Regions from separate parts of the Bombyx mori genome. Here region 1 is linked to region 2. A link is a contact called in public Hi-C data. All regions are on one chromosome and are shown on one strand. Each heading gives the region's core, a stretch centred on a gene start, on an enhancer-like site or on the middle of the called end of the contact. The rest is flanking DNA. Distances are from core to core; before and after follow the strand shown. Region 1 holds the start of LOC101743087 (integrator complex subunit 7). Region 2 has its middle 10 kb from the start of Mir3256.

The links. Hi-C and Micro-C count contacts between places; a contact is called where the count stands out from the background.
Region 1: a Hi-C map of whole pupa shows a contact between it and region 2, with 2.6 times the contacts expected there. The contact joins the promoter of LOC101743087 here to the enhancer-like site in region 2. A contact is called at or near these places in 2 of 7 Hi-C or Micro-C datasets (midgut and whole pupa).

What each region holds. Positions count from the first base shown.
Region 1 is chr23:14,669,084-14,673,877 of ASM3026992v2, reverse strand. LOC101743087 (integrator complex subunit 7) reads right to left here and starts at 1,776. Exons shown (of 17, transcript XM_012694389.4): 1 at 1,558-1,776; 2 at 1,070-1,484; 3 at 618-730; 4 at 343-476; 5 at 1-92. The coding sequence starts at 1,645. LOC110385996 (a long non-coding RNA gene) reads left to right here and starts at 2,869. Exons shown (of 2, transcript XR_002431241.3): 1 at 2,869-2,962; 2 at 3,750-4,354. It overlaps LOC134201108 (a long non-coding RNA gene), which reads right to left and starts at 2,879. Exons shown (of 2, transcript XR_009976297.1): 1 at 2,739-2,879; 2 at 2,070-2,298.
Region 2 is chr23:14,458,609-14,463,714 of ASM3026992v2, reverse strand. No RefSeq gene overlaps it. Among protein-coding and RNA genes, the nearest start is that of Mir3256, 10 kb to the right of the region's middle. Within about 2 kb of position 2,319, at least 7 of the 8 cell types and tissues checked have open chromatin away from gene starts, as enhancers often do.

The sequences.
Region 1 (4,794 bases), core at 527-3,026, 210 kb before region 2:
GCATTCTCAGCCAACTTCTTGAGGCCAAGCAGTGCGGAACGACGTACGGCTGATCGGGCGTCATTCATGGCTATATTTAGCAGTAGTTCAACCTATAACATTAAAAGCACTGAAGTTTTTAATAGACCTAGTAATGTTATAGTGAAGTAATAAGCTTGATTGTAGTCCGAACACTATGAATGCATCTTTCTTCTTATGAGCTTTAAAATGACTCCTTAAGCAGTGATTTGATACTGCACTAAACATTGCTAAGCCTATAAGTTATGGTAACCACGTCTGATCAGGGCTTCACTTTGTGCTTCTGCAGTGACTTTTTATAATCATATAATGAATCATTCTTACCTGATCAGGAACATGAACCACTGTATCTGAAGCTATATGTGTGAGTGCAGTGATTGAAGCTCGCACCGAACTTGACGAAGGAAACTTGTCTAACAATGATCTCAATAATTTCAAAACTCCTTGTGCTCTGATTGCTAGAAAACAAAAAAAAAAGGTTAAGTGTAATTCTAAATTACTTATTAGGTGGTTGGTTTATCAACTTTATTTTTATACATGTTTAAGAATAAAGAAATTAATTTGAATAAAGGTAGGTAACTAGTAAAATTCCTGATTACCTCCACCATGAACGGTCCTCAGGGCTCTGACAAGTTTTGCTCGTCTCTCAGCAGCAGTGCCCTCACTTTCCACCATATCTGATAGCTTATTGCACATGGCTACTGCGAATGAACTAAAACACATCACAATATGAGAAAATACAAGTACAAAATATGCATTTAAAAGTTTGAGAGACAATTAAATAAGCAGTTTATACTTCTGGTAATTAGTAATACTTAGTTATGGTTTGGATTTTTTTTTTTTTATTGCCTTTGTAGGCAGACGGGCATACGGCCCACCTGATGGTGAGCGGTTACCGTCGCCCATGGACTTCAGCAATGCCAGGGGCTGAGCCAAACCGCTGCCTACCATTGCATTGGATGCATTGGATACTTTTTATTAAGTACCTATTTGGTTAACAGATTAAATTTTTGCCTCAATGACAGTTTTTGCAGCTTATGACGGCACTTACTTGGAGTGGGCAGCAAATCTAGTAGTAGCATATATAGCAGCATCAACTTCAACATTGTCATGGCTATCCAAGCCCCTTCGGATTGCGTGATGTACATTCTGGCGCTCTGGGATAATACCTGCTACTGCACCAAGCGTTCTCAGAGCGAGAGCCCTAGCCACCGGATCGTTTGAGTGTAGAACACTAAAGATCCTCCTTAAGAACTCGTCTACGTTCAGAATCTTATCTAGGTGCTTTTCGCTTTGTTGACAGACTCTCAAAACCCAGAGTCTCAAAAAATTGTTACCCATACGAAAAACGTCAGACAATTTAAGAAAAGATGAATTAATTAATATAGGGAAAGGATATTTTTCGAAAAGACGAGGGAACCGGACGATGGCTTCACATTGCTCTCCTACTTTGCACGACCGTAGGCCTGGAGAAAAAAACATTTTTTATTTTGTTTTTTAAATAAAAGTTTTCTAGGTATTAGTAGAGGTTATATTTACCTTTATCGAGCTCGGTCAATGCTGAATTTGCATCTTGTTCAGGCTCCGCCGAATTGTCGTTGAATGTATTCATTTTAACACCAATCATTATCCGTTTAGGTTATTTAATAAGAATAATTTTAATTTATTTTGTTTTGATTGTTTATGTAAACACCCAACGTCGTGTATCATAGAGTCGTGTATTATCTACCTAAGGTGTATACCTAATCTATGGACCTAATGTCTACAATAGTGTTGTCGAATGTTGATTTACTTTTAATCGATCCTTTGCGTGCCACAAATCTCATTACTCGATTCATCGCATCAATTCAATTACAATCATAGTGTCACTAATACAAATACATATTTCATTACAATTTAGATTACAATGCCAAATTCGCATTCTTTCAACGTTTGATTGCCTTCATTGTAATAGTTGAAAACTACCCATTCAGTTTCCGAATAGATAAATTTCGCACATTTAAAAACTATCTTAGTAAAAACCTAAAAAATGATTTGATTCAAACAAATGATTTTCTCTTTCTTTTCTCTTTTACTATCATAACCATATTTATTTAATAAACACAATACATTACATTATTATATAATATTATTATATTTATGTTTCTAATCGATACATTCAAAACATTTGTTTGGCGTGAAACATCGATGTATTTCTTCGTGATGGTCCTATTTTTTTGTACATTTTATGGTCTGGTACCGCGATCTTTATATCATCACCGTATTTGTCTGTTTGGGATTCTGAAGCATATAATTGATAATATGAAGTGAAATGAAATGAAGATGATTAATTTGAGGCATCAATCAACTGGGATGAAATGAAAGGAAATGAGATGAAATGATATGGGATGAAATATAATCTCAGTAAAATAGTGGTCATTCACTGAGATTCTTTCAGACTTTTTGGAGGATCCCGAGAAGTTACGTCCAGCGGCTTTGTTTCATTTTCCCACATTTGTGCACTGTCACAGATATTAAACAGTTAATAAATCACCGTTATTATACATTTAAACCTGAAGAAAAACTAAATAGACAAAATAAAACAAAATATCACACAACTTCACTCCTCACGTTCCCGCTAAAAAGTCGAAATAGACTGATTATAGTTTGGCCAATAAGTTAGGGGTAAAATATCCATAATTCGCATAGAAAATATTTAATAAATGTACACAAGTACGTACGGCTGATTTTTCAACAGGGAAAAAATTGTAAACAAAACTTCTTTTTTGTTTTGAGCGACATCTATCGCCCATTATGGGTCAATAAACATAAAAACTAGAGTTTTAAAGTACATTGGCAACTGACAACAGATGTCAGTATGGTCCTTGTTTTTAGTTTACAGGTACTGAAATACTATGGTCTGTAAATATTCAATTATATTTAACGAGAAAACTCCGCTTTTCGGGTATTTTATGTCTTGATATATTTACATTTATATTGCCGCTTAGAATACTGCCATCATTAGTTAGAAATTGGATTTAATATGTATCACTGAAACGAAAATTGGTTACCAGATTTTGAATATTACCGTTTTAAAAATTAAAGATCGATAACACAAAGTTTAATTCATGCAAATGTGCTGTCTATTTATAAATATCACAAAATTACAATTTAGGAAGGTAAATAGAGGTCATTTAATTTGAGCCACTAAATCTAGTACTAGCTCGACTAAACAACGTTTACCGGGCACCGGGATCAACTCACAAAGGTAATTACAGTTCCAGTAACAATACCAGAGTTGGATGTCATCATTTATCGTAGGGTTGTTCGCTTTGTTTTTTACTAGAATTGGTAATAAAGTTAATTAGGTTGTTCTAATTAGGTCTACTTACGTTATTTAAATGGTAGCTGATTCGCGAGTGGATCAACTACCGGAACGAAATCGCGACCCGCTAAAACTACGTTTCGTTAAAAGTGCAGCTTATAGACATCACAAAGGACTGGGATATTAGGTTGATGTCTAAATTGTATTGTAAAATTGCTATCTTGCCCTTCAAACGAACGTATGGATTGTATGAGACCGTAATATCTATTATAGGCACATGGGTGCTATTTACCCGTGTGATGTCATAATTTGCCCTCTAGCCGGTGAATCTATGCATCTCGTATTAGAGATCACATCGAAGAATGCCTTCTCTTCACGTAAACTAAATTAATATGATTTTAAAATTTAATTTTAATTTATTTAACAGCCCTAGCTGGAGCGCGAAAATTATCCGAAAATGGCGGGAACCTACCTCGATGGCGTCTAATGACACGGGATCACCACAATAATGCCGGAGTTAGATTACCATGAAACAAACATATAGGTGCCTATATGTTATTTGATACAGAGGCTTAGTTTTAAATTTCAAATAAACATGTAAATTTAGGACACCGTACCTTTTATTATCTAAGGTGGTATTAGAAGTACTTCGAGTCAGAGTCGTTTGAAGGGCTGACAGATAATCCTACCGTTCATTCATTGCCCTGGCAATGTTGAGATACTAGAATAAAGGATTTTTTTAAATAAACTGTTCTAAAAGATATTATGCAAATATAATTCTTGCTGTTCTAACCAAAACGAAGAGAAACTTTAAAGAATCATATCTACATGTTAACCTTTCTTTCCTTTTTCTTTTGTATGATTATCTTTTAATCCTTCCGGTGTGAACAGTGCGTTATTTTGACAGAGTTATTTTGAAGGAGAACCTTTTTTTTCGTTTAGTAATTGATGCTGGACGCCAATGGGATCAGTTGGCCCACAATTGTCTGATTTAGACTAATTTTTAAGGATAAATAAAATATAATGTACGTTTTTGTGGTTTTATTGCGACGACAAACTCCTAAATGTATTATGAGGATTAGGTATATTTGGCGCGCTTTTTTTTTACCATTTGCCATAAGTGTATGTGCCAGGGTTTTGGATCAACTGAGTGCTCCGTGCGAGTTTTTTGACGTTCTCGATAGCGTAAAAGTCAACTCAAATTTGTATGGAGTTGGAACGTTTAATTATGTTTGCCGCTAGGGGCGCTGTTTCAACTCCATACAAATTTGAGTTAACTTTTACATAGATATCGACCAACATATACCAAGTCGAAGTTTCTAGTAAGAAATTACGTGTACCCAACATTTTCTATGTGATCAAACAAATATATTTTATCCGGAGTTTTATCTATTAGGCTACTAGTTACCTACGCAGGTATTCGCCTATTTCGACTGTATAAATCGACCGCACGTGCAGGTGCACATGCATAT
Region 2 (5,106 bases), core at 1,070-3,569:
TTGTAGCATTAGTGCCAATAACAAAGTTTGTCAATAAAATAGATTGATAACCAAAAAAATGGAAGCTGAGGGTACAAAGAGCCACGAAGGGCTTTCAAGGACACGACCTTCAGCAATGAAGTATTCGACTAAGAAGAAGAAAAGAAGAACCAAAAAAATATAATTAATGTAGTAAGTACCTAATAAACTGGTCTTTCCTTATTTGTACACACATATCAACGTATAAAAAAAGACATGTAATCCCTCCTTTCCTACACTCAGAAGCGTCAGGAGCGAGAGACTTATTATTTTATTAGTTCACGCGCGATTTAATCACTATTGTTGGTTTTGTTAAGTTAATAACTGGGCTCGGGAATCGCGCTGCGGAATTTGACGAACGAACTCTCCGAATATTTTGTCGTAAATATTCATAGAGCCACGCCGCATCTCTGCTGAGCAGGAATATAATGAAAGAATATGGGCGTTGGAAGTTATTTCGTTAGTATTAAATCTCTAAAATACACACCGGATATTTACCGGATATTAATGTTTCGTATAAACATATTGGATTGATTGTAACTATACTTTAGACCTTAGAACTTATATCTCAAGGTGGGTGGCGCATTTACGTCGTATATGTCTCTGGGCTTCAGTAACCACTTAGCACCAGGTGTGCTGTGAGCTCGTCCACCCATTTAAGCAATAAAAATAAAAAAAGTCTGTTCCAAAATGAATTTCAAAACACACATATACCTACACACATACATATGTAACAAAATTACAAACGCAGACATATTTACAATTGACCACAAGCAATAAAAAAAAAAATTGCCGTTGGACTTAACGTACTATGTAGGTAGACCATTCGGGCCAAGCCTAAATCTGAGAGCTTTTTATCAACATGAGATTTTCATTCTAAAATTTTTAAAATGCGATAATCTACACTGAAGATAAAAATTAGCGATTCTTACTGTCTAGGTTAGATATTTCAAAAGGCTCATCACGAGGGATCCTCATGGCCCGACAGGTTTAGTAAGATAAGGTTCACCGGTGAGCAGGTGAGCACCGTAGCCTGAATGAAAATACTCGATTTTTCATAATTTTGACGTTCGACATGTTAAGCAATAAACCATTTATGTTAGTTGTCGACAAAAAACCATGAAAATTTTTACTGGTGGTAGGACCTCTTGTTAGTCTGCACGGGTAGGTAACACCACCCTGCCTATTTCTGCCGTGAAGTAGTAACACGTTTCGGCTTGAAGAGTGGGGCAGCCGTTGTAACTATACTGCGACCTTAGAACTCATATCTCAAGGTGGCTGGCGGCATTTACATTGTGGTGAGCTAGGCCAAACACATAAGTAAAAAAAAAAACAAAAAAAAAACATCGAAACAACGCGATATAAAAACGTAATAATTTGTAATTGTGCCCAATAAATGTGTATGTAAAGGAATGGAGTCAGTCGCCTAAGTAAGCGTGATCATACAGCCGCAGTCACACAAAATTAGGGTGAAAAAGTAATATGGAATGTAATTATTACAATGGTACACGCGATTCTCGGCTTTATATCTAATAATTTTAAATAACGGTAGCTTTGAAGCTATACTATACGCCCGACGAACTAGTGCGACCATATGCGACCACACCTCGCTTCCAATTCCACACATATATTAATTGTATTCGTAAACAACCTCGAAGATAAAGGCGTAAACTCATGTAATAAAATAAATTGAAGGTGCGTTATTATAATCCTATAACCATTTAACATCAGTTGGGCAGTCAGAACGTACCTACCGCGTACATTTACGGAGCTAAAAATAGAGTTGTTTTATTTTAAAATTAAAGAACATTCAGTAGGAGGGGCGCTAAAGTTATCAGTATAATCTACTTTTTATTTACTAATAACTTCCGACAGGTGATGGTGTTCAAGAGCTTTTTTGTGCTTCTGTCTGTTGGCTGTCCACAAGAAATGTCGTGGGGCCCCTTTGCCTTTTGTGCTTCATTTAAAAAATAGCAGAATGCGTTTTTTTAACCATTTTTTTTATTGTTTATCATGTAGGCAGTGGTAGATCGCATTGCTTCGACTACCTATCTTGATTCAATCCCTCGCAAGGCATTGTATTCTGATATCACGTTGCGTCATTCACGATACGTCATCGTAACCAATATCTCGGTGAGATCTAATATGTATTCTACATATCTCAGTGAGACCTAATATATATTCTACATACGTAATATATAACTACCTACTCAAATTCCCCCACGCAACTAACATTCTAGAGCAAAGATTTCAATACCAAAACCGCATATGCAATTTTGAAATCTAACCGCATCGAATAAGAGTGATAATAGTTCACCGGAAATCCACAAATAGGGATATCGGTTACAACAACGAAACGAAACGCCAAACGATTACTAACTTTAAACGTATATGAATAAGAGTTATTTAGTTTGATTTTAATAGGAAATAAAAGTAGTATCGGAGGATTGGCCGGGACGTGCCCGCCCAGTAGGCAGTATCCATTACAAGGGCACCTAAAGACATAAATTCCCTCCCACTGAGCGAGGGAACACATAAAGATGTGTAATTGATACTCGACGAGAACACGCAGCGTTTGAACCTCGCAGACCAATGACCCAGTATCAAATTAAGAACACACTAAGCACTACGTTACTGGCAGTTAACAAGAATTAATAAGGATAAATATCTATACATTAATATGTGACGCAAAAATTTTGTAGGTATCCCTTTTTACAAAAATTACGAAAATTAGAGTATGAAATTTCCTACACTTATAGAGAACATAGAGATGTAGTGCAAAATGTCCATTTTTTTTTTAATTATGTATGTAAAATACATTAAATGAATAAAAAAAACATTACACACGATACCCTGTATTTGACACAGACACGCGAGCATACTATTTGTTTATTGTCAGATTTTTCTTATTGTTTATAGTCTGTGGTCAAATTGAGAATAGATTAAATATAATATATTGTTTGTCTTTATTACTATTTGTCTAAAGTGTAGACCTGGCGAAATCTGTGATTATAGAAGTGTAATAAATAGTCTTTGACAATAGAATCATAATAGTGTACAAACTTATAAATTTGACGGCGACTATTTTACTTTTAGTATAGGCTGTGCCCAAATTATGCGTTCATCTCAAATGTTGCCTGCCTATATTTGTGCACCATCATTCTATTACTCTTCTGACCTATCTATGGTCACGTGTACGGCATAATATGTGGCCCGGCAACTGTTTTTGAAGAAACAATGTTGATGAGGTTTATAATAGTTTTTTTTTTGGTTCTAACGCTTTTATTCCGGTCTTGAAGAGAGAGTCCATGCTCGCTCCGTAGCTATTTGATTTGCGTTCTGCTGATAGTGTGTTTTGTGAACGATAATGATTACTCCTTTTACAAACATATGATAGTTATTATTTTGAAAACTATTCTCCTGCCTTAAATTATATCCGATATTTTACGTGCACTTCGGTGGAAGTCACGCAACGCGTGCTAGAGCACAAAGCAAATCTAGAAAGCGCAGATTTCTCTTTCTGTACGGCAGTCGCCTCATTTAAAATATAAATAATATTCCAAAGATATCGTTTTGGTGTTTAATTAATGAGTTTTTTTTTTTCTACAAATATCTCTATATCATTATTAGGTATTCAAAAAAGAAAAAAAACATTTCACTGTGTAAAATCAATACCCAATAAAACATGTTCAGTAATGATCACAAAAAAAAAGATATCCGTGGTTTACAAACTTCTATATTCGCTTCTTTAACAAACCGAACTAATAATTAATTAAATTTTTTTTTGTATCCTTTCGATACTGGTCATTATGTCAGACCGAACTTATAGAATTAGTCATCGATCCTTGATGCGCGTTCATCTTAATCAGACGTCTTGAAGTCAGTTCACGTCATTTCGGATCCTCCCGATCCACTAAGGGTGCTTTTAGGTACCTCAAGCACCGGTCACCGTTCTCGTCGAACCCGTCGCTTGCGACGAAAGGGTCGGCGAGTCAATCAACCCACAGACACAGCCCACTGACTTTCTCGCCGGATCTTCTCAGTGGGTCGCGTTTCCGATCCGGTGGTAGATTCTGCGAAGCACTGCTCTTGTTAGGGTTAGTGTTAGCAACGTCATCAGGTTTGAGCCCCGTGAGCTCACCTACAGCTTAGGTAGGAAAAAAAAGAAGTCCGTGAAAACGACGTTCAAACTTTCCGTAAACAAACATATTATAATTCGCATATTATGCATAAAAACATTTTCCATAAACAATAAAACATAACCATTGTCACAAGCTCTACCCTTAACCAGTTTTAGTTCCAAAATCTTACACACATCGAACTCAACATTAAACCAACACTTAAAAGCGACAATATTCAGAGTGCCTTATAAAATAGAGAAGGCCAATTGGCCTTATTATTGATTCGTCTGGTCTCGTCACGCGCGGTCCAGTTGGAACAACACAGTATCCGATTATCTCGTGGGCACGCACCTTGGGATAACAAATCTCTATTGTGAACAAAACTCGTTCTTTTGTCGTTCTCGAACTAGCTTATCCCGCGACATGTGCCCTGAATATTAAAATGAATCGCGCATTCATATAAATACGGAGTCGATCGTGAACTGATTTAGCTAGACTAATTAGCATACGAAATATATTATTTTTGATTTGAAGAGCGTTGAAAAAAATATGCGGTGTTTCCCAAGCGCTATGACCTTCTTCAAACGGACACTCTTCTTGCAGGGAGCAGTCAGTGTGCTAAGTGCGAGTTTCATAACGTTCTCGACAGCGTAAAAGTTAAGCCAATTTTGTATGCAGTTGGAACAGCGCCCCTAGCGGCAAACGCACGCAAACGATCCATACAAATATGAACTAACTTTTACGCTATCGAGAACGTTACTTAAACGTAACTTAAAACTCGCACTAAGCACACTGAGGTAGGTAGAACTTGGTTCTGTCCCTAGCATTACTGATCTACAGAAGCGACTTTAACCAGCAGGTAGACCACACGCTCGTCTGCCCACGAGGGCAAGGAAAAAATAAATAAAACGCTACTACCTTCATTTCGATCAATTTCATGTGCTAAGTAGTCCACTAGTCCCTGATT